Regions from separate parts of the Mus musculus genome. Here regions 1 and 2 are each linked to region 3. Evidence: chromatin contacts called from public HiChIP or PLAC-seq data. All regions are on one chromosome and are shown on one strand. Each heading gives the region's core, a stretch centred on a gene start, on an enhancer-like site or on the middle of the called end of the contact. The rest is flanking DNA. Distances are from core to core; before and after follow the strand shown.

The links. HiChIP or PLAC-seq counts read pairs in DNA pulled down with a chosen protein or histone mark.
Region 1: an H3K4me3 HiChIP or PLAC-seq map of bone marrow-derived macrophages shows a contact between it and region 3, with 2.5 times the contacts expected there. The contact joins the enhancer-like site here to the promoter of Zfand4 in region 3. A contact is called at or near these places in 2 of 39 promoter capture datasets (liver and pre-B cells), 2 of 484 Hi-C or Micro-C datasets (the HL-1 cell line and peritoneal macrophages), 3 of 115 datasets of contacts at active chromatin or transcription factors (bone marrow-derived dendritic cells, bone marrow-derived macrophages and hepatocytes) and 3 of 9 other capture datasets (adipose tissue, liver and pancreatic islet).
Region 2: a contact with region 3 is called in an H3K4me3 HiChIP or PLAC-seq map of bone marrow-derived macrophages, with 2.7 times the contacts expected there. The contact joins the promoter of Olfr211 here to the promoter of Zfand4 in region 3. A contact is called at or near these places in 5 of 39 promoter capture datasets (embryonic stem cells, hippocampal neurons, liver and 2 more), 1 of 115 datasets of contacts at active chromatin or transcription factors (bone marrow-derived macrophages) and 2 of 9 other capture datasets (embryonic stem cells and macrophages).

The regions. Positions count from the first base shown.
Region 1 is chr6:116,127,467-116,131,066 of GRCm38.p6, forward strand. All of the region lies in intron 3 of Tmcc1 (transmembrane and coiled coil domains 1), which reads right to left. Among named protein-coding and RNA genes, the nearest start is that of Tmcc1, 64 kb to the right of the region's middle. Within about 2 kb of position 1,410, at least 20 of the 459 cell types and tissues checked have an H3K27ac peak or open chromatin away from gene starts, as enhancers often do. A contact at or near this core is called in bone marrow-derived macrophages, where this site is marked.
Region 2 is chr6:116,491,914-116,495,780 of GRCm38.p6, forward strand. Olfr211 (olfactory receptor 211) reads left to right here and starts at 1,698. Exons shown (of 1, transcript NM_146912.1): 1 at 1,698-2,627. The coding sequence starts at 1,698. The coding sequence ends at 2,627.
Region 3 is chr6:116,262,429-116,265,872 of GRCm38.p6, forward strand. Zfand4 (zinc finger, AN1-type domain 4) reads left to right here and starts at 1,791. Exons shown (of 10, transcript NM_001309446.1): 1 at 1,791-1,884. It overlaps Washc2 (WASH complex subunit 2`), which reads left to right. Exons shown (of 31, transcript NM_026585.3): 31 at 1-243. The coding sequence ends at 46.

The sequences.
Region 1 (3,600 bases), core at 160-2,659, 140 kb before region 3:
TGCTTTATATTAATCTTCATCCTAAAACTTGCTGTTTCTGGGGCTGGTGAGATGGCTCAGCAGGTAAGAGCACTGACTGCTCTTCTGAAGGTCCTGAGTTCAAATCCCAACAACCACATGGTGGCTCACAACCATCCGTAATGAGATTTGATGCCCTCTTCTGGTGCGTGTGAAGTCAGCTACAGTGTACTTATGTATAATAATAAATAAATCTTTAAAAAAAAAACCTTGCTGTTTCTGAACATAAGAAATATGATTCAGATTTGAAAGACAAACATATAACAAATCTACCTATGATGTTAAACTTTGCGCAATTCACTCATTTCTTTCATATTTTCCAATGTATTGGAATGTAAGTTTCTCAGGTATATCCTAAAGATTCTTTAGGTTTCATTGATATCCACTGTCATGTCTTTCATTTATCAACGTCAGTAACACCTTCTTTTACTTCCAATCAAACAACCACATTAAAGATTGACTTTTTTAAAAAAAGGATTGATTTATTTTGATTTTATGTATGACTATTCTGACTGCATGTATTTCTGTGTAACTCACTTGTATTGTGCTCTTGAAGGACAGAAGATGGAGTTAGATTTCCTGGAACTGGAGTGACAGGTGGTTGTGACCTATGAAGTGGGTGCTGGAAACCTGAGTCCCCTGCAAAAAGCAAGTGCTCCTACCTGCTGAGTCATCTCTCTAGCTCTATAAACAAAGTCTTCTGGGACCACCATGGACACACTGAACAGCAAGCCTCTCAGTGATTTCCTGACTCACCACAGTAACACTGCAATTACACATGTGCCCTACCACAACTGGCTTTCTGTGTGGGTTCTGGAATCTGAATTCAAGTTGTCTGGCTTGTACAGCCAAGTGCTTCTGCCCACTAAGCCAACTCCCTGACCTCACCACATTCACATTACATTATTTTAAATTTGTCTACAAAGGATGTAACTACACACTCCAGCTCTAAGGGCTAAAGACTAACAATCCCAAAGTTACTTAACTTGGTGATCAGTTGTAAGAGACCAAAATTATGTTTTCATTTTTAATTTATGGCCACTTTTCTAGTCGGTATTATTAACTGTCTATAAAACATTCCCTTGTAGGTATCAACAATCCAAACAATATTAAATATACAGAATATAAAGATCTTTGCTAGAGTTTATAAAAACTACACAGCATTTTTCCAATGTTAATTGAGAAAATAAATAGTACTTCCTTAAGGTTTCTAAGCAAATCTTATTGCTTAAAATTCCTTACCTTTTCCCATTTCAATTGTCAAACTCTACATCTTCTACTATTTGTTCCACAGCTATAGTAATCAAGTCAATTCAATTTACAAGAGCATATGCTTCATTCCTAAATCTCATTCCCTATTTCTCATCTCCTCCTGTACTGGCCTAGGACCCCACCTAGTGGACAGCAACAGGAATCACCCTTTCTACTTTTTCCCTGCACAAAACACTGGTTTACTAGATTAGTTTATTGGTTAACTGATACTATTCTAGCAATTTCTTTAACAGGTACTGTTTGGCTTTGAACCCTGGGACAAGAGACTGGGGTGCATATTTTACATATCAAAGCCGACCTGGCCTCCAGGTTCTCCCAGCATTCCTCAGTCCCTACCTGGCATACCCTGCCCCCAACCCTGAACTTCCCAGCCCATGGGCTGGGGCTGTCTTTTCCCCAGCAGCTCTTCCCTATAATCCAGATAGTTTGGGTCCCTCCCACACCCCACATCTCCTTCTCCCTCTCTCTGTGTGGTGCCATTTCTCTCTTTCTCTTCCCTTTCCCCACTTCTCCCCCTGGACTTTCCTGGATCAGTCCTTGGGGCCAGTAAACTGGACAACCTGAGAAACTTCTCAATAAACCTGAATTTAATAAAATATAATGTGGCTTGAACTGGCTCATTACACTGGCAAAGAAATAACTTATCACATATATCTCCCTCAAAACACTTACTGTTTATATATTATATAATATAGCAGTGAATATACTACTATAACATAGTATAGCTACTATAATATAATAGTATATAATATATATAATAATATATAATATATATATATTATAGTAGTTAATCCCAAAGAGCACCCAACTACAGCCTAATAAAAATAGTACATCTCTTAATTTTGTCTCTAAAAGGGAAAAGAGAATAGAGAATTCTAAAACAAATAGTGAATTCTCAACTTCAATAACAAGGATCAATGACTCCAAATTTTTTTCTTTAGAAGATCCAAGATTTGCATTGACCTTTTCGTGTCCCTCTAAGTTTGTTCTCAGAAACTTTGATTTCTTTCTATTTTATAAAAGCAGCAGAGTGTAAAGGACAGATTCTTGCTGCACTTACTATGTGATCACACTGTAGCACGTAGCACAGGGTGCAGACAGCATTCTAACAAGATATTAGAAGAATGGCTTTTTGGCCTACAGTGTCAATCTTCATATATACCATTTCTTTCTAACTGAAATTTAGAGTGGCTTTACCCATAGGAACAATTGTGCTTCATGACCGTCACCTCACAGCTAAGCTCTCTGAAACCTTAGCTAGATTTTCTTCTGTGTTATTCCATTATGAATAAAACTAGAAAAAAAAACTCTCTTGTATTTTCAAAATTTACTTATAACGGTTTTTTATTATAATATTAGTATAATATATCATTTCCTCCCTCTAATCCCTCCCACATATCCCCCCTTTACTCTCAAATTCATGGTTAATTATTGATACTATATATATTACATACACTTTATTCCTAAACACAACCTGCTTATATTATGCTACTTATGGTATTATTATGCTATCTATGATATCAGGGATAACTACTTGGTATTAAATAACCAATCAGGCGGGCTCTTCCAATTTCTAACTACATGCTAAATATCTGTTCTTATATCTATAGATAGATTTAGTTCTCACTCCTCATTAAAGAAACACACTTTTTTTTTTTCTTTTTCTTTTTTCGAGACAGGGTTTCTCTGTGTAGCCCTGGCTGTCCTGGAACTCACTCTGTAGACCAGGCTGGTCTCGAACTCAGAAATCCGCCTGCCTCTGCCTCCCGAGTGCTGGGATTAAAGGTGTGTGCCACCATTCCCCGCTCAAAGAAACACATTTTTGTAAGAGACAAATTATTACAGAAAACTACAACCAATCAAAATACAGAAAACAAGAGATCACATTGTGACCAATACAAATTACATCTGTAATAGAATTCCTGTACCTAAGGCTTAGGGATCATATCAGAAGAGGAGGAGGAAGATTGTAAAGATCTGTCAGAGAAGCTACAGGCCCATGAAGTCTTATCAGACAAGCCCTGAACACCAAGGGACATAACTAACATAGAAGGGATCTCAGCCCTAGACAGCTACGGGCAACCAGGAAATACTAAGAAGAGGAAAATTTATCTCCCTCAAGGAAGAATCTCTAATTTTCAACATGCAAGTCCCTTTCAGAAAATTTTAGTACTTCTCTATTTCCAATCACATTATCAAACTAATTTAGCTTTCCACTCACATTGCTCAGACCTTTATTCCTAAGCTAAAAAATTTAAATTTAGTTATGTATATTAATTTTTTCTCTATGTCTCCTGAAGTTCTGCTTAT
Region 2 (3,867 bases), core at 448-2,947, 230 kb after region 3:
AAGAGGAAGTTTCCAGAAGTACTGTATGGGAGCATTTGTGCTGTCAGCTTTGAGGAGTCATTGAATTATTAGAAGGAGCTTACCTGATTCACCTGCCTTTCAGAAAATCTACTTTAGAGAAAAATTAGAAGGCACATTAGCAAAAGCAATGAAATGAAAACCATCTTGACCTATTATGCACAGGTCATTTTATCTCCAGATAAACCAATGCCCCTTTATTATTTTTTTTTTGTGCTTTAAATCTTAATAATTGTGTGTATTGCTTTTACATCTTCACTGTACTTAAAAAGAATCAGTAAGAAGCTGTCATCTTTTTGAAAGTATTGAAGATATGGGCACAGGGGAAAAATTCCTAAACAGAACAGCAATGGCCTGTGCTGTAAGATCAAGAATTGACAAATGGGACCTCATAAAATTGCAAAGCTTCTGTAGGGCAAAAGATACTGTCAATAAGACAAAAAGGCCACCAACAGATTGGGAAAGAATTTTTACCAATCCTAAGTCTGATAGGGAACTAATATCCAATATATACAAAGAACTCAAGAAGCTGAACTCCAGAAATTCAAATAACCCCATTAAAAATGGGGTACAGAGCTAAACAAAGAATTCTCAACTGAGGAATACCGAAGGGCTGAGAAGCACTTGAAAAAATGTTCAACATCCTTAATCATCAGGGAAATGCAAATCAAAACAACCCTGAGATTCCACCTCACACCAGTCAGAATGGTTAGGATCAAAAATTCAGGTGACAGCAGATGCTGGTGAGGATGTGGAGAAAGAGGAACACTCCTCCATTGTTGGTGGGATTGCAAGCTGGTGCAACCACTCTGGAAATCAGTCTGGAGGTTCCTCAGAAAACTGGACATAATACTACCGGAGGATCCAGCAATACCTCTCCTGGGCATATATCCAGAAGATGTTCCAACCGGTAATAAGGACACATGCTCCACTATGTTCATAGCAGCCTTATTTATAATAGCCAGAGGTTGGAAAGAACTCAGATGTCCCTCATCAGATGAATGGATACAGAAAATGTGATACATTTACTACATTGATATATAGTGAAAAATTCATTGTAAAGAGAACAGGTAGCTCTGTAATTTCCAGTACTAAATTATTTTGCCCTGAGAAAATATTTTTAAATGTTATTTGCCCAAGAAAAATGTCCAGAAATGAAGTATTGTTCAAATGGAAAAGTTACGTGTGTGTGTTCATGTGTTCTGGTGCATTTTTGTGTGCAGATCCTCATGTGCCTGTGTCCAAATGTATCTGGAGGCCAGGGAACAACTTCGGACATTTTTCCTCAAGCTCCCTCTTCCTTGTGAATACTAAATCAATCAACATCCTGGGTTGATCATGTCATGGATGACAGAGTAGATCTTTAATTTAGTTTGCATTTCTTTGAGATTGACTGAGAATTAATGAGCATAATTGGTGACTGGCACTTATTTTTTGTGAACTGAGTGCTTGCATTCTTTGTTTATGTAGCAGTGGAGTGTTTGTCTTAGTGTAGCCCAATAAAGCTGTATGGTATCACTCCTTCACGCCATGTTGTCAGAGAAGGAAACGTGGCAACCAGCTTTCTTAAGAAGCCTGTCACTTCTTCTTCTTCTTCTCTCTCTCTCTTTTTAGCCCTGAAAGCTTATGAAAATGTGGTTCCATAATCATCTACTAGTCTCTGATATCCTCAGTCAAGGATGATGAGAAACCAGACACTGGTAACAGAGTTCATCCTTCAGGGCTTCTCTGAGCACCCACAGTACCAGCTGCCCTTGTTTTTCTGTTTCCTCTCCCTTTACTGTGTGGCCCTCACAGGTAATGTCCTTATCATCTTGGCTATCACCTGCAACCCTGGGCTCCACACCCCCATGTATTTTTTCTTGTTTAATTTGGCTACTATGGACATCATCTGTACCTCCTCCATTATGCCCAAGGCCCTGAGGGGTCTGGTGTCAAAGAGGAACCCCATCTCCTACGGTGGCTGCATGGCCCAGCTCTATTTCCTTACATGGTCTGCTTCCTCAGAGTTGCTCCTCCTCACTGTCATGGCCTACGACCGTTATGCAGCCATCTGCCACCCTCTGCATTACAGCACCATGATGAGCAAAGCATTCTGTAGCATGTTGGCTGCTGGAGTGTGGGCACTCTGCGCTTTCAACACAGCCATTCACACAGGACTGATGACTCGCTTGAGCTTCTGTGGGCCCAATGTCATTACACATTTCTTCTGTGAGGTGCCTCCTCTGCTGCTTCTCTCCTGCAGCTCCACCTACGTGAACAGTGTCATGATTGTCTTGGCTGATGCCTTTTATGGCATATTGAACTTCCTGATGACCATTGTGTCATACGGCTTCATCATTTCCAGCATCCTGAAGATGCGGACATCAGAAGGGAAGCAGAAAGCCTTCTCAACCTGCTCTTCCCACCTCATTGTGGTGTGCATGTATTACACCGCTGTCTTCTATGCCTACATAAGCCCTGTCTCCAGCTATAATGCAGAGAAGAGCAAATTGGCTGGTGTGCTGTATACCATGTTGAGCCCTACGCTCAACCCTCTGATCTATACTTTGAGAAACAAGGAAGTCAAAGCAGCTCTCAGGAAATTTTTTCCTTTCCTCAGAAATTAAAATGTGATTCACAAAGCTCTTCTCTTGGGCTTGTAGTTTCATTAAGGATTGGCAATCCTGTGAGCATATGAAAGGCTCGTCTGTGTCCTGAAGATAAGTAAGCTAACCTTTTCTACCCAGTGCAATGGTTTTGTAGATGACCTCAGAGTTCTGGTGACCAGTCACTGGCTAATGGAAGTGTGTGGTTGCATGTGAGCTCACACAACTCTGAGACTGAGAAATGGGGTCTCAGCTTGATTGCAGCATGATACAGTACTTTATTGTCAGAGAAACAAAAACTCTCCATGAGGACAAAAGTGCCCCATGAGCTTTCGTCTTACAGCTGTATGAAAATGTCTTTCTTTTCTTTGAATATACAGCATTCAGGTGGAAATATCACTTATAATTTGTGTGAGCCTTTGACAGACATAAGAGATATGTGTGGGGGCCCCACAGCATTTTCAGGATTGCTTGACCTGAGAATTGCTTCAGGTGACTCTGGTCCCTAAGAAACCCACTTCTATTTCCCTCCAAGTCTTCCCTCTGGAGCCCTTTAAGCTTCCAAAGTAATTTTTGATGTTAATGTGAACTATTGTTTCTGCTTTCCCTTTTTCCTCCCACTAACATCAGACTCAAAATTTTAGGTCCACCTCTTGGCCATACCTGTAAAAACTCCATCTTTATTACATGATATGTGGCTTATGCACCTGGATAAATATCCAGGATTTCTCACCTCTTGAGTTGGCTTTCGAATTCTGAGGGTCTGAGCCACTTCATTTGTCCTGGAATGGGGACAGTGATAGGAGTTAGCTGTAACAGAAGCATGGTAAGAAGGCAACACTATCCTTCTGGTGTTTCTGAATAAAGCTGGACAAGTCTGTATCAATGCAGAGAGATCTTGAGTCTGTTCCTTGTGTTAGAAACCCTTGTGGCAAAGTCCATTCTTTTGGTCATGATGACAGGAAAAAGTGTGACTATTTAGCTGTATCTTTGGAAATAAATAAAACCACATATTCTTTGCTAGATCAGATGGAAGCTAAAAATAGAAATTGATATTTGATTTAGGAAGGCTGAGCTGTCTTTGAGTCTTCGGCCATATTTTTATTATCCTCCATTGGAAGCAATTTGATTTTGGACCTGAAATTTGAGAATTTGAGAATAAGATGACTTGTAGTCAACTATGGCCTTTATATGCCGAGTCTTATGGGCTAAGTCAAATCTCCATAATGGAATGATGATACCCTGATAGCATTTTTATGCT
Region 3 (3,444 bases), core at 541-3,040:
GGCCAGCATTTTTGATGACCCCCTGAATGCCTTCGGAAGCCAGTAGAGCATGCGCAGCATGCGGGGCCTTCACAGTTCACCCTCCCATTCTGTTTTTCACGTAGTGACGTGCTCTCCTAACGCTGTCTTCACGGGCTTACAAGCAGATACTCACTCACTTCCTTTACCCAATGTAGCTGATATTTTTCTGCATTGATTTTAATTATGCTTAAAATTACAAATAAAAAATAAACGCTTCACAGAGGTTTGTTCTTACTTAATAAGAGTGCATGGAAGCTCATGCTAACAGGAGACACTGCTTTGTGGCTTCATGTGTGGGCAGGGAGTGCAGATCGAGCAGTGGTCAGGCACCAGACCTGAAGGGTTTGCTCTGTCGGTGGGTCTGGGTGCTGTGATGGTCTAGCACGTGAAAGGTTATGCATTTATGGGTTCTAAGCCCATGAGAAGAGCTTTCTACTGAATTCCCAAAAAGTGGGTCTGCAATCTTGTAAGGGGAACTGTGGTCCTCTGTTGTCTTAATAATGTGCAGAAAGTTTTATTGGAACACAGCCTCCATCATGGCTACATTATCTGGCTACCCCAGTCAGAATTCAGAAGTGACAGGAAATGGGATTTTTTATCTGTAGGCAAAAATTTGCCTCTCATAGCTTTTGTTTCCTCCTTTGTAAATGGTTTCAGTACTAAAATTGCAAGATTGTTGTTGAGAATAGACCTTTTTGTCTGCCCTTTAAAATGGTAGGTTATGACTGGTGATGTATGGTTTGATGAGGTTATGAAATGTTAAGCTAAAAAAATAAAATTTAAGCGCATCCACTGGATGCTAGAGCACGTGAGTGCTGTGAGTGATCACGATGTCCTGCGCAGGCACTGTCCTCCTAGGCTCTGTTCATGTTACCATCATGGCTCTGGCCTCAATAGAGTTGGAAGTTATCAGCCCAGTCATGGGCTGAGTTTAAGAGCAAGAGGCTGACAAAAGGCCTCACCATACCATCTACCTCAGTCCCGAGGAGTTGAAACTGTGGAGACTAGTGGCTCAGGTCTCGGAGGATAATGAGAGGGTGGGAGAAGACTGATCAGGGCCAGGGTTCTTTTGCAAGTTGACTATGAGGGAGCGCTTTCATGGTCCTCTGCAGTCCTCCTGGTAAAACACTTGAGTTGAACCTCCTATGAAGGAACCGAAGCAGCAGGGGCCCAACCTAGTTGGAAGGCATGTGTAGTCAGAAAGCCAGTCAGTTTATATCCCACTTCAGCTCGGTGCACAGCAAAAGTAGGACGGGATCTGAGCTCAGGTTGAGACTGTTTGACCTATAATCTTCAAATAGTTGCTCAAATGCAAAAGGCATATAGAAATGTTCCCATTTTACAGATGACACAACTGAGTCAGAAATGTTAGGAGAACGTGGAGTACAAGAAAAGGGTGACTAGCATGGACATCCTTTTAAGTGTCCTAGGCCATGAGTAAATAACAAATGCCAAAGACCCTCCTATCCCCAAAGAACCTTAGAAGTGCCCCAGCCACTCTGGTGCCGGCTCTTCCCAGACGCTGTGCCCCGTCTCCAGTCTCCTACCCTGCCCTAGACGGGTCCTGCAACCAGTTATAAAGAGTCAACATACGGGCCAGTTCTAACCGACAACCCTTCCTGAAAGCCCGTGCGACCCCGGCGTCCGAGCAACCGCCAGCCGCGGAAGACTAGGCCCCGCCCCTCGCGAGCTGATTGGAGGGCGTCGGCAGCGCTGATCGGCGATTGGTGAGCGGTGTCACAAAGGGCGGGACCGGAGCTTCGCGGGCCAGCGTAGGCCGGCGTCTCGGGCGCGCGAACTCCTATCCGCCTGCGGGCAGGCGAGCGAGCGAGCGGGCGGACGCGACCACCGGAGGGCGAGCGGGTGAGGGGCGCGGCGGGGCGGGGCGCGGCGCGGCCCGGAGGGAGGGCGGGTGGTGGAAGGGCCTGCTGCGTCTTCGCTGCCCCGGTGCGCCCGCCTCAGCTGCAGCCTGGTCACACCCGTGCTTCTCTGCCTACGGACTCACGGACAAATTGGTCGTACCCGTGGCTCGGGGTGCTGCTGACCCGACTTTGGGTCTGAGTGTGGTCCCTGCTGGTTGTGGCCCCAGGGCAGCACCCCCGCACTTGTGCATCGCTCCTAGGCCAGAGTGTGGTTCTAATCTGTAGCTCGATTTTCACACATCTGTAAAAGGACAAGAGTCACCTTTTTAAAAGGCTGCAACATATTGTGGGTATATTTATGTTGGGGGGAAAAATTAAAAACTAACTCGTCGTGTGACTAAGTTCCTGTGGACGAGAAGGAAGCAAAGGCCAAGGTACTGAAATTACCCCTTGAGTGCAGTTATTGCCGCTTTTGTTGGTTGGTTTTAGACATTTCAAAAGATGAAAGAAATGTTGGAAATTCACTTTGATTTTTCTCTAACAGTTTTCAAGATAAATTAGCAATTTAATCATCGTTTTATTTACTTATATTATTAAACATCACTATACGTTTTTATTGTCAATTGGTTTTCCAGTGCTCATTCATGCATACCACGGGCCACTTTGAGGATGCTTGCAGGCCTCAATGGACCCAGTTTTAGTACGCTAGGTCATTGGCCCACTTGAGCTTCCACTAGGCCATGTAATATTCTGCTGTGGTTTAGCCGGCCAGCACAACCTTTTGTCTTGTTACATTAATTTCCTTTGCTGAGAAGTATGACACAGCCGGGCGTGGTGGCGCACACCTTTAATCCCAGCACTCGGGAGGCAGAGGCAGGCGGATTTCTGAGTTCGAGGCCAGCCTGGTCTACAAAGTGAGTTCCAGGACAGCCAGGGCTGGACAGCCAGGGCTATACAGAGAAACCCTGTCTCGAAAAAAACAAAAACAAAAACCCAACCAACCAACCAAACAAAAAAGTATGCAACACAATTGCTTTCAGATATGGTCACCACCCTCGGTTCTTTTTGTGTATTGGAAATTATGCCACTAACTGGGACCAAACTTCATTTGGGAGTTCTTGTACCACTGATGATGCACCTACTGCTGTGCTGATTTTCTTCTACTTATAGGCACGTTAGTCTCATTTCAGATCTGTGCATTGAAGGATTACATGTTGCCTATGCGTATTTCACTATAATGCTGTTTTTTTTTTCTTTTTCTTCTTATAATGCTGTTGTTTTGTTTTGTTTTTGTGAAATTGCAGATTGAGCCCAGGGCCTAATATGTGCTAGGAAATACCCTATCACCTGGCTTCACATTTACCATGAGTGATGTAAGAGTGAGTAGTGAAATACAAACAGTACCACTGTTGCGTAGTGTACTCTTGCAGCTCTGACCCACAGTACTGGGAGCACAGTCCTTGTGTTGCTGCTGTTGTTTGTTTCTCATTAGTTCATATGTTGTGCAACTCCACTCAGAACAACTGTGCTCTTAGCAACAATGTTTCTTCCTGTGATGCCG